Regions from separate parts of the Sus scrofa genome. Here region 1 is linked to region 2. The links are chromatin contacts, called in public HiChIP or PLAC-seq maps. All regions are on one chromosome and are shown on one strand. Each heading gives the region's core, a stretch centred on a gene start, on an enhancer-like site or on the middle of the called end of the contact. The rest is flanking DNA. Distances are from core to core; before and after follow the strand shown. Region 1 holds the start of HMG20A (high mobility group protein 20A). Region 2 holds the start of PEAK1 (pseudopodium enriched atypical kinase 1).

Region 1 (4,009 bases), core at 1,150-3,649, 59 kb before region 2:
TGTTTTCTTCTGAACAGACAGTTCTTCAAGCTGTTCAAGTCTCTCAGCTGCAACAATTTTTATTTCTATTATACTGCTTTTCTTCCATGCAACAGTATAAAGATCAATTTTAAAAACTCTTTTGCTTTCCAAAGATAGTGTCCTAAGGCAATTCGACTGTATCTCAATCAATACTTTATCCTTTCTCTACTTCATTTAGTTCCACAATCTTTACTTACTTCAATAACTCCTAATACTGTAGTTTAATTTGTCAGGGTGATTATATCATGTTTTCTTCTATATTACATTAATATAGAAGATAATAAACACTTTCTAATCAATTAACACTTGCTTGAGGCAGTTTACATGTCCTATTAATAATAACATAGACATAATTGTGTCTTGCCTTTTCAACTTCTGCAGAAATTCTGTAGTGCTTCAAAAGATAACCCACTGATTTTAGAGTCTTTTTTTTCAATGTCTATAGCAGGTTAAAATATATATTTTTTCTTACTGTTACATTTAAGTTACAGCTGTTTAAACATTTTCATTTAAATCACATTTTCTAATAAACTCTAAATGAACTAGCTTATTAAAAGAACTAGAATTAAAACAATTGCAAATTCTAGGGTAGATTAGGAAAAAATACACAGGCCTTATTCTTTTGAAAATTCTTGAAAGACATTACAGTTCACTAGACAGCTATTCTAAAATTACTAAAGGTGTTGAGATTTTATGAGCTCAGAATACATTGATTCCTTCAGTACCCTTCCCACCTCTACCTCCCAAGTACTGTGGTACTTGAAGACAGAAATGAAGGCAATCAACTGTTCAGTGTTTATTACTACTTCACATATAGTTTCTTACAGAACATAAAGAGTATAGGAAAAATAGAAACATCTGGCATTTATCTTTTGTCTTCTGTGAGCGAATTTTCCCCCTTATTTAAAATTTAAGCTTAATCTCAATGTTCCTTGGACCATGCCTTAAATCCACAAAGCACAGACACCATTTTTTAATTGGTGCTGACAGAGAGGAAAATGTACTACAGTGTAACTTTCACAAACAGTAAGTTACATGTAAGCAATGTGAGAGCTGAGGAAGTTGTTTTAAGGCAAAGGGCAGAACCTGTTGCCTAAAATTAACAAGACTAAGGATTTAAGATAATCACAATCAGTTAAAGTAACACCAAGTAATTGAGTACTTCAGTATGATATTTTCACTGTGGTCAGGTGAAAATGCTTCATAATTTAGGTAAAATATTGAGTCTTGTAATAAACTACCTCCTTATGAGAAACTACAGAGTTCCTGTGGTATGTCATGGCAGAGAACATCGCTATACCTTATTCAGCCAAGGTTAGACTTCAGTAGGGAAGCAGGGATGGGCAATTCATGAGTCACGCAAGAAAGTATGTCATCTTGTAGAGATGAGTAGAGAATTTTAACAAGGGGTTTCGAATTCTTTGAAGAACGCACTAAGGAAATTCTGTTGGAGAGAAAATTTTCCATCTTACACGTGGAACCAAAACTCAAATTCTGACTGGAGCCTGGTGATTAGCACAACTAGGTGGAATAACCTAACTTTTCGCATAAGACACAATCCCAAAGCTTTAAGATACTGTCTATGCATATGGCACCAGGCATCACCTTTTCAAGCCCTCGCCGGCATAAAAAGTGGGCTGGACACCCAAACCATCACCCTACCCCCACAGGAAGTGAGTTACGGTCCCCCCTCCCCCAGGATGGCCTTCTTCCCCTCCCCCAACCGGAAGTGAGGCGCCCCCAGTTAGTCGGCCTCAAACAGACAAACCAATAATAACAGCAAAAGAGGGATGATCTTCAAGGGGTGAAGGGCAGCTCCACTGTGGCCACCCCCAAGGTTGCCTTGCTTACTGACCTGCTGAAGATAGGGACAGGCGGGGGCCTGGGGCCTAAAGAAAGTCCCTGGCACAGAGGACAATTCCCTGAGCCCCTCTCAATCGCCTTCACGCTTCTCACTCCGTCGTCTCACAGCTTGACAAAAATTCCTCCGCACTGCTTTATTTTGATGTCCTTTCCTTCCCTTTAGCTAATCGCTTAACCACCTTCCCATAGGTAACTTCCCTTATTGCAGCATTTAAGACTGTTCCAGTGAGGAGAGAAATCAAATATTATTCCCTATACCTTCAGAAAAATGAAGGGATTATTTTGTTCAAAGGCGGCGAAAGACTACGTGATTACGCAAGGTGAGACTTATTTTCGCGGAGGTTTCTGGGAGATGTAGTTTTTTAAAATTGCTAAGGCCTGCAGAAAGAATCAGGACTTAAAATTGCTAATTACTGTAGGCTGGAGTCCTTGAAGATACCTATTCTGTATTCGACAGCAGGCCGACCGAGGGGACTCTGGCATGAAAAGGGACAATACTTCACTCCCCTTTCCCTCTGGACCATAATAGACCTGAAATGTCCCTTCCCAGGATCGTAATAGACCTGAAATTTCCCTTCCCAGTCCTTATCGTCCGGCCCTCTTCCTTTGGCCACGCCCTCTTCAGCCAATCAGACCTCTCTCTAGAGCTCTTCCTCTGGAGGTAGGAACGCGAGAGGAGGGGCTTCATGGTGACTCCTCCCTCGGGGCTAAAGCGAGACAGGGAGAGGGCCTTGGGCCCGTGCGCGCGCGCGTGCTCGTTCAAGTAGCTCGGCGGCGAGTGCGCGCGCGGAGGGGAGGCGAGCTGGCTGGGAGGAGGCGGGCAGGCTGGTGGGCCGGGCGGGCGGCGAGCTGCGGGCAGCCGGGAGCGCGCGGTGGACTCGGCGGCGGCGAGTAGTTAGTTGTTGTTAGTCAGTGTCAGTTGCTCGGCGGCGACGGCTGCGGTCACCAGGAAGGATACGGGACGGCGAACGATGGTGGTCACCGCGGCGGCTTGTGCGCCCCTCAGGTAACAGAGATAGAGTTGTCCGCGTCCTCTCGCTTCCCTTCTCTCGCGCCGGCTTGTGGGACCAGGGTCGTTGCGGGGTGAGGGCGATGACCTGGGAGAATACGGGCGGGGCGGCGCGGGGTCCCGGTGGCGCCTCTGCGGGGGTTCTGGCGGTCAGAGCGTCCGGCCGGGCACAGGCTCTCTGGCCGCGGCCACCCCCGCGCCCCGCCGACCTCGGGGCCCGCGGCGCCGCGCGCCCCCTCGCGCCCCGGCCGCCTCCGCCCCCTCTTTCGGTGGCGGCGGAGGCGGCAGCCCCAGTAGCTCGGCGCCCCCCAGAGGAGGGAAAGTTGGGACCTGGCGGCGAGAGACGCCCCCGGGCGCGGCTGGAAGGCTGCTGGGGAAAGTGGAGCCTAGAGTAGTGAACGCTGTGAGGCTGGGGCAGGAAGGACTCCCCTTGCTCTTGCTAAGTGTGCCGGACAGCCACCTCCAAACCCGGGAGGATCTGGAGCAGCCTGGCCAGCAGCGCCAGGACGAAACCCGTTGGCTCTTTGCTCACTTCGCTCTGAGGTTTGTAAGACTCCTAAGATGCGGGTTATTTGGGGATTTCGAATTGTTTGTTGGATCAGTTTTGTTTCTCCCTTACCCTTTGACTCATCCGTTCTTACAACTTTTCTTACCTTCCGTGATGGGAAGCTGCTGTCTGAGCCCCCTTCTGTACCTCCTCCCGGTCGCCTGCACCATTCGCCTGAGAGCTTGATTTGGTCTTTTTCGTCCTTTGACTACGTTAAAAAAACTACTGAGAGCTACGGGAAAGAGGAGCCCTTCTACCTTTAAATGTTACTTTCTTGCAATCCGTTGTGTTTTTTAAGACAACCGTTTAGGAATTTGAGAGCTGTGGATTGGAGTTATTGGAAGACTGGCATTGAGGGGATAGGATAGTGACAAGTTAAAGGAAAACTATGATTTCATCTTTATTGTCCTTGTTATAGAGAACCTAATACAATTTTTCTTCTGCCTCTGTTAAATATGGTAAGATTATACGTTGAATTAAATATTTGGGGACTTACATGAAAGGCTATTTTTAGTTCATTGTGTGATGTATGTCAATAGGTTTTCACCAGATTTTGGGATTGCTTTGAG
Region 2 (3,974 bases), core at 515-3,014:
CTTATTCTAACTTATTAACTAATCATTTAGACATTTAGTTTGTTCCCAGCTCTTTATAGTCATAAATGTGCTGTAAGTCTTTTGGTTTTTTATTATTTAGGACAGATTTCTGAAAGAGAAATTACTAAATCAAAGGCTTTGAATTTTAGAAGGCTCTTATATATTGCAGAATTGCTTTCCAGAAAGATTTTACCTGTTTATACCATCATGAGTAGTGTGCAAAGATATTATATTGCATCATTATGTTATAGTAATACATTATCACATGTAGCTGTCAACATAGCCCTCTATCATGCTATAGTAACAATCTCCAAAATCTCAGTGGTTTAATACAACAGTTTATTTTTTGCTTGTGCTACATGTCTGACACACATCAGCAAAGGGTCTTCTTCTCTTTCTCTCTTTAGAGTCATTTAGTGAAACATCCTGATCAGAGCTCCGTCTGTTTACTAGTTTCCATAATCATTTCAGGAATGAGTGGGTCTTCCAGTTGTGTACTAGTTCTGAAAGTTTATGCCTAGTAATATCTTGTATCATGTCAATGTACATTTTAGTCTCTAAAGCAAGTCATGTAGCCAGAACTAAGCTGAAACAGAACAGTAAAGTGCAATTCTGTGAGGTAGGAGGAGAACTGGAACAGCACTAATGCTTAATATCTTATTTAAAAAATGACTCTAATTTTATTGATGAAAGATAATATCTCAGTTTGATTTCTTTTACCAATGTAGATGAAATTTTCATAATTTATTAGCCACTAAAAAATTTAGTCTTTCCTTTCACTTAAGCTTTGTAATAAACATGTGCTATTGGTTTACTTTTACATTTCCAGATTTTTGAATTCTGTTGTCTTTGTGAGGATAGATCATGATGGTGGTATTATAGGGGGTGCAGACCTTTAGAAAATGCCTTTTCTTTTGAAAACTCAAAAGAGGAAAGAAAGATATTTTTCTTGAATCAATCCCCCTCACCCCCGCTAATATAGTGCACATTTTTTTTTTTTTTTTTTTTTTTTTTTTGTCTTTTTGCCATTTCTTGGGCCGCTCCCAGGCATATGGAGGTTCCCAGGCTAGGGGTTGAATTGGAGCTGTAGCTGCCAGCCTACACCAGAGCCAAAGCAATGCAGCATCTGAGCCATGTCTGCGACCCACACCACAGCTCACGGCAATGCCGGATCCCTAACCCACTGAGCAAGGCCAGGGATCGAACCTGCAACCTCATGGTTCCTAGTCGGATTCATTAACCACTGAGCCACTGAGCTCCTATAGTGTATGTTTTGATAAGTTTTTTATTTCAAGAATTGTCAAGAGAGTTCCCATTGTGGTGCAGTGGGTTGGGGCCCAGCATTGTCTCTGTGAGGGTGTGGGTTCGATCCCTGGTCTTGCTCAGTGGGTTATGGATTTGGTGTTGCCACAAGCTGCAGTGTAGGTGGCAGATGCAGCTCGGATCTGGCCTTGCTGTGGCTGTAGCATAGGCCTCAGCTGCAGCTCCAATTCGACTCCTAGCCTGGGAACTTCCATGTGCTGCAGGTGCGACTGTTAAAAAAGGAAAAAAAAGAAAAGAATTGTCAAAATTTTAAATAATTATAGACAATAATTATTGTCTAGCAGAATTAAAATCCTTGCCATTCTACAGGTTTCGCAAAAACAACTTCAATACAAAATTTTAGAAGGTGTAAATGATCAAGTTAGGGTTCTCCTCTTGAGAAAATTAAGTTCCTTTCTCAGGTTTAGTCATATTGACCCTGTCTTTTTCCTTTTTTCAATTCAGGTATCTGCCTAAACTGGAACCTTTGCTGTAGACATTTCTTTGTGGATTTATCTGAAAAACTAAGGTGAGACATTTGGTGAATACATTTGCATTTTAAAATATGTTTTGTAAAAAGAAAAGAATGGATAACAATAAAGATTTTGCAGTAGTAAAGAAAAGATAAATAAAATATGTTTTGCAATAAATAATTGTTTCTGAAAAATGTGAGGCATTAAAAATGTAATGTCTTTTCCTCTGAGAGTGTTAATAGGAGGCAAATATTTATTATAAAGCTACATATATAGCATGCTTACTTAGTTTGTAGGACATTTGAAACAAATGAAGTTGATTCTAGTGATTAAAATAGTTTTGAGTGAATTTTTCCTTTTTTTTATACTCAAAGATAGAGTTTACACTGTTACTCTCTGACACACTTGGAAAAGATACTGGCATTATAATCAGATATTCTTGAAGGCAAACCCTCAATTACTTAAGTCATAGATTACAACTGGTAATTATTTTAATAGTACAGTTATTAAGAGTTTTCTATCACTCTGTTCTCTTGAAGTTGATTATTTTCTATAGTTTCCTCTGTTTGGGGGCTTATAAAGTAAGGATGTATCCTTTTTGTATGTTCGTGTTTTTTTCCTATAGATAGCATTTCACTCTAATGATAGTATTGTAGCCCTGTCCCTCTGCTTGTATGTCTTGGCTCAAGTCTTCTCTACCTCTTAATTTTTTTTAGTGAACCTTTAGAAGTCTGTCATCTGGTCTTTCCATCAGTTTCCACTTTGAGTTCAGCTTTTCTCTAAGCCATTCTTGTCACACTTATGAGGGTGCTTTTTCTTAAAGATAAATGACATAATTTTAGTCCATGACTCAGAATCTTTCAGTACCTTTCCACTGTTTAAAGGATATTTTATAGATTCCTTTACAGAGCAGTATAATCTGTTTTATATTCATTTTTCCATCTCACTAGTGCTCTAGGAATGTTAGGAACTAACATTTAAAAAACAGCTTTACCGAGAAATCATTTACAAACCGTAAAATTCACCCAATTATTTAAATTCAGTGGCTTTTATTATATTTACAGAGTTATGCAGTTATCACCAATTTAATTTTAGAATATTTCATCATGCCAAAGAAACATCAGTGCTTGTTAGCTATTAGTACACATTCCTCCCTGTACTCATTCCTGGTGGCTTATTAATCTACTCTCTCTCTCTATATCTGCCTATTCTGATCATTTCTTATAAATGTGATTGTACAATATGTGGTCTTTTGTGACTTATTCCTTCCTTTTAGCATAAAGTTCATCCATGATTCAGCATGTACCAGTACGTCATTCCTTTTTATGGCTGAATAATACTCCATTTTATGTGTCAGGAGCTCAGCTGAGTTAGAGAGAGAGAGAGGCAGGGGGCAAGGGTAGTGCTGAGCTTCCAGGTGTCAAGGTATCTGATTAAAAACACTGATCCAAATGAGAGTAGCAGTCCAGCCTTTATTCACTTATTGGGATAGTATAAGCAAGAGGCTAAAGATGAGAAAGTGCAGGCCCCCTCACTCAGGTGAATCAGTACCAGGTGGGGAAGGGGGGCTGTCTTACTGCTGAGGGAGGCAGTTTTATGGATCCAGAGCTGGTTGGAGGGAGAGCTGGAAGGGCTTCGAGTGGAAAAGTGCTGAGTTAGAATAGAGAAAAAGTGTCTTTAATGTTTCCTCCCTAATGAGAAGATCCCAGAAGAGGCACCTGAAGAAAGGCCTCAGCTGCAGGTCACAGATAAAGAAACTTCTGAAAGTAGGTACCTGGGCTAGGGATGCAGCTATGCTAAAGAGCATGGTCTGCTGGGAGTGGGGTGGGGGGCTCAGTCCTTGACTGTAACTCTCTTCAGAGACTGCAGTACACTCACTGTGCACCAGTCTGCTGAGGGGAGGGCAGCTTTCCCATATGAGGCCTGCCAGGTAAAGCCTTGGTAGTGGTTTATGGTCAGGTTGGAAAAGTCGCATGTAGATGTCTTGATTAGAAGTTAGACTCCTCGTTTTTCAGGGCTCTTTGCAAGGGTACTGGATGCATAGTTGCAAGAAGGTAGCAGTTGCAGCAGTTGTGTCTAAAGCTTCACGATGTTTCCCTCAGCCAAAAATGCACTAAGTCGTCTTGGAGTTCGAAACATTCAGCAAACAATGGCAAGGCAGAACCACCAGAAGTGGGCACTTGATTTCCATGACAAATA

What was found. HiChIP or PLAC-seq counts read pairs in DNA pulled down with a chosen protein or histone mark.
Region 1: a contact with region 2 is called in an H3K27ac HiChIP or PLAC-seq map of alveolar macrophages. The contact joins the promoter of HMG20A here to the promoter of PEAK1 in region 2. A contact is called at or near these places in 1 of 47 Hi-C or Micro-C datasets (embryonic fibroblasts) and 2 of 2 datasets of contacts at active chromatin or transcription factors (alveolar macrophages and skeletal muscle).

What each region holds. Positions count from the first base shown.
Region 1 is chr7:57,502,438-57,506,446 of Sscrofa11.1, reverse strand. HMG20A (high mobility group protein 20A) reads right to left here and starts at 2,399. Exons shown (of 11, transcript XM_021099019.1): 1 at 1,877-2,399; 2 at 1,322-1,465. It also overlaps a transcript of PEAK1 not described here.
Region 2 is chr7:57,442,459-57,446,432 of Sscrofa11.1, reverse strand. It overlaps PEAK1 (pseudopodium enriched atypical kinase 1), which reads left to right and starts at 1,764. Exons shown (of 6, transcript NM_001244188.1): 1 at 1,764-1,831. It also overlaps the pseudogene LOC110261564.